Linked DNA regions of Mus musculus: regions 1 and 2 are each linked to region 3. Evidence: chromatin contacts called from public HiChIP or PLAC-seq data. All regions are on one chromosome and are shown on one strand. Each heading gives the region's core, a stretch centred on a gene start, on an enhancer-like site or on the middle of the called end of the contact. The rest is flanking DNA. Distances are from core to core; before and after follow the strand shown. Region 1 holds the start of Ranbp3l (RAN binding protein 3-like). Region 2 overlaps Skp2 (S-phase kinase-associated protein 2). Region 3 holds the start of Nipbl (NIPBL cohesin loading factor).

Region 1 (2,700 bases), core at 33-2,532, 520 kb after region 3:
GGAGCCTACAACGCTTAACCCTAAAAAAGCAGTTATAAGTGTAACTCAAAGCTCAGGGCATTAACTCAGGTGCATCCCTGCTGCAAATTATACAGCCACTGCCGAGGACTCCATAGTGTAACCCCAAGCAGAACCCTAAGGGTCCCCAAGCATCAGCCCTAGTCTCTAACATGGTAGCACTTGTGACAGACCTACAGAAAAGCTGGAGTCCATCAATGAAGGCAAACACCAGCTTTGTGTACAAAGGCTTTGCTCCTTTGTCTGGAACAGAGAATTAAGAAACACATGTGCGTGGGTGTGCATGTGTGTGCGTTTGTGCACACACATTTGGGTTTGGATACATGTGTGACTGTGTGCATTGTCTCAGGTGTGAGTGTATGCCTGGGTATGCACACACAAACATATGGGTGTGAGAGTGTAGATTTCATACTTAACTTTATATCTCAGATTGTGCCCAGGAATCCACTTCTTCAAGTCTACATCTTTATGCCAGCTTTATCAAATAAAACCCAAAATATAATACAAAAAATTCATTTGAATTAGTCACAAGAATTACAAAGGTGAAGTGATATATGCATTTCATGTGTTTTCAGAAATGAAAATATGCTTGGGAAATTGTCAATTGCCTTAGGATGAAAGAAGAAAACAAGAAGAGACACATCTCCCTGCCTTCTAGATATCATAAGGAGGCAACCTTATTAGGGTGTTTTATATCAGTTTCCAAATTCAAGCAGAGCGTCTCGCTCAGAGTCACGCTGCAAGGCAGGACCTATGATATTCATTATGACTTCACTGAGTCTAAGGAGTTTAGGGTTTGCTTTCCAACAGTGATGGACCGGCAAGCACAAGAAACCTCACAAGCTGCCTTGTCTTACAACCCAGAGGCAGCAGTGGTCGAGACTGTGCTGGGAAGCAAAGCTAATGTTTCCGGGTAGTGTTTTGTGCTCCTCTCCTGGAGCCTCGGAGCTGTTTACAGAGTCCGAGAGTCCCAGCAGTACATTTCCATGCGCTCCTGACCAGATCCAGCTGGATCTTTTCCATTTCGCTTGTGCCTGAGAATAACTGCACTGCCCAAGCCCTGCTTTGGGCTTGGGCTTTAATGACAACGCAGCAGAAGCAAGGTGGTTAATTGCTGTGCTGTCCGGACATCTTTACCATCCCTGCTTTGGTCACTCCGTTAAAACAATAAGAATGCTATTTCTTGCCTGCCTCTCTATGCTAATCAGCTAGCCCAGTCTCCTCCCCTCCAGCCTCCCTTAAGAACTGTACACATCCAACTGTCACAGGGGCGAACTCCAACCAGGCAGATTTAATCCTGCAGCGCTTTCCCCCTTTGCTTGTTTCTCTAGCAGTCCTCTCTACACTAGAGGGACTGGACTTTACAGCAGAGAAGGAACTGAAAACGGCTAAAATTGAACGAGAGAGCTAGTTTCACCGAGAGACGTCGTTTCTTTTTGAACATTCTAAAAGGGGAAAGGTCCAGGGCGCTTTAAAATAAACTAAGAGTTAAGTCGTGTTTCCAGCCAAATAAGCTGGCATCTTTGTAGGCAGGAGGTGCGATACTGGTAAATATTTACTGCAGAATTCTTGACCAGTAGAAACCCTGGCATGCTTTTCGAGGAGTAAATGTTTTACATGCGAGGCGAGATCTGCGCGTGCCTCTGTGTTCTTTCCAAGTAACTTCTGAAGACAGTTTTTGATGTCTGGCTAAGACAAACTGCGCTAGTGGTCCCCGAGTCACAGCCAGATCGTTGGTACCATGTCTACAACACAAAGGAAAGACGACAGCCACCTGTTCACCAGTTCGTGCACGCGTCAGCTGCAGGTGCAGGAGGATCGGCAACAGCAAGGTGGGTCTAGAGAGCAAAGTCCTGCGCTCTGTGACTTTCTGACCTTTTGTATGTCTGGGGAAGGGTGGGCTGGTGAAGAGCTTGCACCCTCTGAGAGGAAGAATAATAGGCTGGACAGTAGGTTCCCGTGGCCTCGCTGTTGATTTAAAGGATTATCATTTCTTGAAAGACTTTTGAGAATACATATTCCTTGGAAACAGGTACTCAAACTAGACACTGCCAGTTGTGTAGAGTGTGCTAGGGTGTGTATAATTGAAAACACCCATGGGGCAAGGCTGACTGGGCTATTGAGGAAATTTAGCCAAGAGCAGCTTTGTTAGCCTGGCGCTAACCTCATGTCCTACTACTAGTAGGGGCTTTGCTTACATCTAACTTTGTGAAGACCTCTGACTCATTCAGTTGTGGAAAATGCATATTTTGGCACTCATTTTAGAGTCCAAAGAGATCTGGAACAGACAGTGTGGCATTTGACTTGATGGACACCTAAACGCCACACCTCACCAGGCTTTCCATGAATAATCTTTAAAAGCATTTCAGATTGACTACTCAGCCAGACGATTGATACAAATAGACCAACTACTACTCTATCCCCTTGATAAGGACAACAGAAGACACTAGTGGGAAAGGCTGTGAGCTGATGACACCAGCATCACCCTGCCCCTCCCCCAGGCTAAGAACTTTCCAAACGCATCTAACTCCTTGCAGCCTGTCATGGATCTAGGATATACAGTGCATAAGAGCCTCATTTATTTCTGTGTATACTTGGCTTTGGATTTCACTCTCCTGGTGGGTAGCTGCTAATGGATGGAAACCTCCCACATTCAAGGTAGCGTAGGGGTGCTAACATTTG
Region 2 (2,700 bases), core at 116-2,615, 680 kb after region 3:
AAAGGTCCCCGGTCATCTGGGCAAAGGCCCCAGCCTCCGTTTGAGAATGCAGGTTGGAAACTGTAGCTCCAATGTCTCTTCCTCAAAGCTACATTGTTGTTAGCACAGACGGCTATCAACACAAATGCCCTCTAAAACCCACAGAGGATGCTCTAACAATGCCTTTCTCCCCATTCTCTCCTGCTAGGAGAGCCTCAAGAGAGTTTCAAAGTCAACGTCTAGTGATCACTAAGGAGACATAGTTACAAACGGTAACACCTCCCCCCCCCCCCCACCCCCACAAACTGAGCTTAGCCTGAAAGTTGGAGTGGCAAAGACACCACACTGCTCAAGTCAAGAATGTGGAGCCACTCCATCCAGACACCCAGAGGCAAAGCTTCACTGTGACAGCTCAGAGCTTTCCTACCTGGAGCAGCTGCTTAGCAGAGTCGCCACGGCAGATTCAGAAAACCCAGAGCACCCACAAAGGTTTAGTCGCACCAAGTTTTCATTCTGTGCAAGAGTCCTAGAAAAGAGAAATGCCGGAAGAATGCATTGCATCAATGGCGAGTCCTGGTGTGTGTGCCTGTGTGTGTGCAACTGTAGTCAGAAATGGGCTTCAAAATCTATATTTCAGGCTGGTGAGATGGCTCAGTGGATAAGAGCACTGACTGCTCTACTGAAGGTCCTGAGTTCAAATCCCAGCAACAACATAGTAGCTCACAACCACCCATAATGAGATCTGACACCCTCTTCTGGTGTGTCAAAAGACAGCTACAGTGTACTTACATATAGCAATAAATCAATCTTTGGGCCAGAGCCAACAGGGACTGGGCAAGCAGGGGTTGTGGGGTAGGGTGGCGGGGTGGCTGGAATGAGCAGAGGTCCTAAATTCAATTCCCAACAGCCAGATGAAGGCTCACAACCATCTGTACAGCTACAGTGTGCACTCATATACATAAAAATAAATAAATAAATCTTTAAAAAAGATCTATATTTCACTAGTCACAGCTGAGTGGCTTGCTTTGGCTACACATCTGCAAACTGGCGAGAGCATCTTCTTGCTGGGGTTGGGAAGAAGGTTAAATGACACATTGTACTGAGGGATTTGCAAAGAACTTGCAGCATAAATGTACAAGAAACACCAGTGAGTATATATATCTCTTATGTTAAAAGGCTCACCCTCTCCTCTTAGGGACCCTTAGTGGTGATGAGCTATTGTTCTGGAGTTAATTCTTGGTTTGGTTTGATTCACTGTGTGAACTTGGACAATCGATCTGGCCTTTCTGTGCCTCAGTTTTCACATAGTGGGAAAGGTCGAGAACTTACAGCTTGCTCTCAGAATTATGCTTAGGTTGGCATGGCTCTCACTCTTGTTCCGGTTTTCCTATCAGGCTTCCTCTTTTCTCATCTGACTAGTGCAATGTTCTCACATGCACGGAACTAGCAAATTAATTAAGTACATTGCAATCTGACATGGTCCTTCCATTCCCAGAATCATGATGCACCATGCTTCATGGCCTCTTTGCAAACTACCAGAGGCTCCACAGAAAGCCATTATTCTATAGCCATGATCCTCCTCATCTCCCTGATGTGTAGGCTCCAGCTACTAGCAGCTAGTGAGGCATTCAGAACAGCAGCAGTTGTCCTGAGGCTGCTTCTACTGTCCTATCGCTTTGGAGATCTCCTACCTGAATATCGTCAGTGGCCAGCCTGCAAGTCAGTACTCTGAGAAGCCTGCCTTCTTGCATTCAATCAGTTCCCCCGGAATGTTGCCACATAGCCAGCAATGCATTTAACCAACACTCTGCCCTGTAGTTATCTGCCTCACCCATGAAGGAGGCGCAGACCACATACTGTTGACCCCTTTTCTCTCTCACACCTAGAGTAGGTTCTGGCATATGGTCAGCATTCAAGTGTCTGCTGTCTTGAATATCTTAGACAGTTCTGGTTATTTGGTTTGTCCTTCTGGACACGTACACAAGGACACTGTGGTCATATACAAGAAACGCTGCCACACAAAGCGACTGTGTTCACGACATACTTCAGGTGTCACTCACTTGACAATGGGGTCTGAGAGCTGCAGGCCTTCCAGGCTTAGATTCTGCAGCTTGGAGCACTCGGACAGAATCTTATGGAGGTTCGACACATTTATCACTGAGTTCGACAGGTCCATGTGCTGTACCCGGAAAGAGCTGTATATACGAGAGAAAAGAGGCCCTGTGAGGTGACTCACACAAGTACACTCAGATTCCATCAGACTCCTTCCTGTCCGCACATGACAGCCGAGCACAAATAAATACCCCTTTTAAATACTGGAGAAAGAGCTGAGCAGAAAACAAATTGCTTCTAGCTAACTCCTATCCTCAATCATTTTTAAAACTCAAGATTTCCCAAGCACGGATGGATGTTACTGCCAACACGGTCGCACTCCTAAAATTAAAAGGTGGCTATTAGGAGATGAGCTAGCCACACGTGCCCAGGGCGTGTGGTAAGCCTATGATGACTCCTGGCTGCTGGTCCGGGTTGAGGTTGAGCACCTGAGCAACAACCATGTTTACTAAGAGGAGGAGGACAGTAGATGAACCAGTTTTAATGGGAGGCCTAGTGTTTAGCTTTAGATATGCTAATATCAAAGTACTAGATATGCTAATATCAAAGTACTCAAGTTCAGATGTGGAAGCTTTTCAGTAATTAGAACTAAGAATTTTGAAGCGGACC
Region 3 (2,700 bases), core at 85-2,584:
TTCTATCCTTTGAAAGAAAATAGGTTTCATCCTTATCTCCATGTACGCTCAAAAACACTTAGAATTCTTTGTATTCTTGCACCCGTTTAGGCTAAAAAGTATCCAGAGAGTTTTATGTAGTCATTTAAAATTATCCTTACATAACAGATACAAATACAAAGTGTCGGAGTAAACCTGTCAAGTTCTTTCTACTTGGTCTTTGAATAAAAAGTCCATGTGCAACACACTCTGTCAAACAACATAAAAGCTCCTGGGCGGGGATGTGCAGTGTGCACAACGCTAGGGTTTTCTAGATTAAATATACATGTGGACGGTTTGATCCTTTTACAAAGGAAACCAGTCTTTATTAACTTTCCAAAACGTCCAAACAAGTTTGGCAGAGAATTACCACTGTAGCCGTGTCTGAGTATTTACATTTGTTTCACTAACTGAAACTACTTCCTCCCTTCATGGGGTCACAGGGGGAAGAAGGGGGGTTGTTTGTTTCACTGGGACGTTCCCCACTCCCGGACCGGGAAAGTTGTAAATATGGGGGACGATCGGGGCACATTTGCTGATAGTTGTATTGTTTCCGCCTCCTCACTAGCTACGGCTCCTCTCCCGGGCGAGGCCTGTCACCGACCAGCAGTCGCTCCGCTCAGCCCGGAGCTCTCCTAATCCCCGAGCTCAAGTAGATTCCGCTGGCCCGCGGCCTGCACTCTCCGCCGGGCCTACGCCTCCCCGGCCGCCCGGCAGGGAGCCCGGTTCCCCGTCACCGAAGCCGGCCGGGAGAGGCTACGAACCCCGCCGCCACCGCCGCCGCCGCCGCCACCCAGGGTGGCTGCCGCCGGAGAGGAGCGAGCGAGCGAACTCACTCTCTCGACTCGCCCCGTGGAAGAGACCCGGGGCCGCTGAGGAAACGGCGGGGAGGGGAGCGAGGAGGAGAAACGCTGAGGGACCTGGCGCCGGCGCCACCGCCGCCACCGCCGCCGCCGAAATAAAAGAGCAGGAATTTACCTGGGCGAATCGGCGTCTGAATCCGAAGCGGAGGCCGAGGCCGCGGTGGCAAGAGAGAGAGAGCGAGAGAGCGAGACTATAATCCGGGCCGGGAGGGGGGGTGGCTACGGCTCCTCTTCCGTCTCCTCAGTGCGGGGAACATGTAGAGCCGGGGGGAGAGCAGCCGAGAAGACAAATCGCGGCTTCTTCTTCGTCCTCCTCCTCCTTCTCCCACATAGAAACACTCACACAAACACCCGGCCGGGGGCCCCGAGCTACCGGGGGGGCATCGCCGCGGGCCCGGGAACCAATCCTCCTGGCGGCGGGGGCGTCCCTCCCTGGCGGCTTTGCTGGTGTCGGGTGAGTCGGTACCGACGGAGGGAGGGAGGGACGGGAGGGCGGGCGGGGGGGAAGGAGCCCAGTGTGTGTGTGTGTGTGTGTGTATGTGTGTGTGTGTGTGTGTATGTGTGTGTGTATGTGTGTGTGTGTCTCTCTCTCTCGTTCCGTCTCTCCCTCTCAGAACAAAATGCCGACCGGAAGTGCAGCTGCAGGAATGACTCCCTCCGCCGGCGCCAAACACTAACAACCACCCCCTCTTCCCTACTCCACTTCCGCCGCCGCCACCGCCGCCGCCGCCACTCGGGCTCGCAGCTCTGCCTCAGCGCGCCGGCTCCCGCGGGCTCCGGAGGCGCGGCGGCGGCGGCGACAGCGGCGGAGGCAGCGGGAGCAGCAGCGGCGGTTCTGCTCCGTGCCCTTGTCCTGTGCAACGGACGGCCGTGGATGCTGCCCGTGGGGTCGCTTCTGCAAGACGGCGTCTACGCCGTTGCTCGGGTGACCGGCTTGATTTTTTTTTTTTTTTTTTCCTTTTGGTCCCCCTCGAGGCGACAGCAGCCGGGCGCTGGTCCGCTGTGGTGGCGTGAGGCCGGGATCTCCCTCTTCTCAGGCGCTCCGGGCCTCATAGCCCCCCACCCTCAATCCCGGAGAAGGCGGCCAGCCGAGGCCGCGCTGCTCTCCCTGACTGGCCGGCCCCGGGCCCCGGGGGGAAGCCGAGCTCCCGCTGCCGGCGGGTTGGATGCCGACCTTTCAAACGCTGTTCCCGCAGCCGTGATGGATGGATCGTCCCGGGAGCGGCCGGATCCTATGTCTGTCTGGGTTATTTTCTGCGAAGAACACAGTCCTCGGAGGTGAAGACTCCCAGCCTGGCTGAGTTGGAATCGTGATCGTGGTGGTGGTGGTGCATTAATTTCTGGAAATACGAGAGGGCTGCTGGACTTGCCTCTTTTTTTTTTTTTTTTTTTTTTTTTTTTCCTTTTTGGCGGTGGTTTTGATTGCCTCCCTGGTAGTCGGGATAAGGCCTGTAGGCGACGCTGTGCAAGCAAGGAGCCGGTCGCTCTGGCGCTGCGATCTAGGTGTGGGTGGAGCCCAGGCCATCCTGACGCCGGGCACCGGAGCCCCGGCACCGGCGCACTTCAAAACATCGTTTTCCTCTGTATGTTGAAAACTCAGAGGCTCTGGACAAGGCTGGAGTACAAAATGTGAATACGAATACAGTACCGTACCCGATGGTAGTGTCTTACTGTAAAACCGGAGGGCATTTCATCGCCACACAGTTTTCTGTTTGCTTGCTTGTTTGTTTGTTTGTTTTTGTATAAATTGTAAGGGGGCTAATTCTTCAGGTAAAAAGTGCCAGTAGGTAAGCACATTTTACTCAGGAGGAACCATATT

Evidence for each region. HiChIP or PLAC-seq counts read pairs in DNA pulled down with a chosen protein or histone mark.
Region 1: an H3K27ac HiChIP or PLAC-seq map of microglia shows a contact between it and region 3, with 6 times the contacts expected there. The contact joins the promoter of Ranbp3l here to the promoter of Nipbl in region 3. A contact is called at or near these places in 7 of 39 promoter capture datasets (the 3T3-L1 cell line, 3T3-L1-derived adipocytes, cranial neural crest and 3 more), 1 of 15 datasets of contacts at CTCF or cohesin (the NIH/3T3 cell line) and 2 of 115 datasets of contacts at active chromatin or transcription factors (microglia and pancreatic cancer cells).
Region 2: a contact with region 3 is called in an H3K4me3 HiChIP or PLAC-seq map of bone marrow-derived macrophages, with 3 times the contacts expected there. The contact joins the enhancer-like site here to the promoter of Nipbl in region 3. A contact is called at or near these places in 3 of 39 promoter capture datasets (the 3T3-L1 cell line, hippocampal neurons and second pharyngeal arch cranial neural crest), 7 of 484 Hi-C or Micro-C datasets (CD8 T cells, the N1E-115 cell line, Sertoli cells and 3 more) and 3 of 115 datasets of contacts at active chromatin or transcription factors (bone marrow-derived macrophages, extraembryonic endoderm stem cells and forebrain).

The regions. Positions count from the first base shown.
Region 1 is chr15:8,966,667-8,969,366 of GRCm38.p6, forward strand. It overlaps Ranbp3l (RAN binding protein 3-like), which reads left to right and starts at 1,283. Exons shown (of 14, transcript NM_198024.2): 1 at 1,283-1,850. The coding sequence starts at 1,760.
Region 2 is chr15:9,121,831-9,124,530 of GRCm38.p6, forward strand. It overlaps Skp2 (S-phase kinase-associated protein 2), which reads right to left. Exons shown (of 10, transcript NM_013787.3): 5 at 2,040-2,174; 6 at 407-505. Among named protein-coding and RNA genes, the nearest start is that of Skp2, 17 kb to the right of the region's middle. Within about 2 kb of position 1,366, at least 19 of the 459 cell types and tissues checked have an H3K27ac peak or open chromatin away from gene starts, as enhancers often do. A contact at or near this core is called in bone marrow-derived macrophages, where this site is marked.
Region 3 is chr15:8,443,129-8,445,828 of GRCm38.p6, forward strand. It overlaps Nipbl (NIPBL cohesin loading factor), which reads right to left and starts at 1,335. Exons shown (of 47, transcript NM_027707.3): 1 at 997-1,335. It overlaps LOC102634078, which reads left to right. Exons shown (of 3, transcript XM_017316813.1): 2 at 587-836; 3 at 935-2,700. The coding sequence ends at 2,163.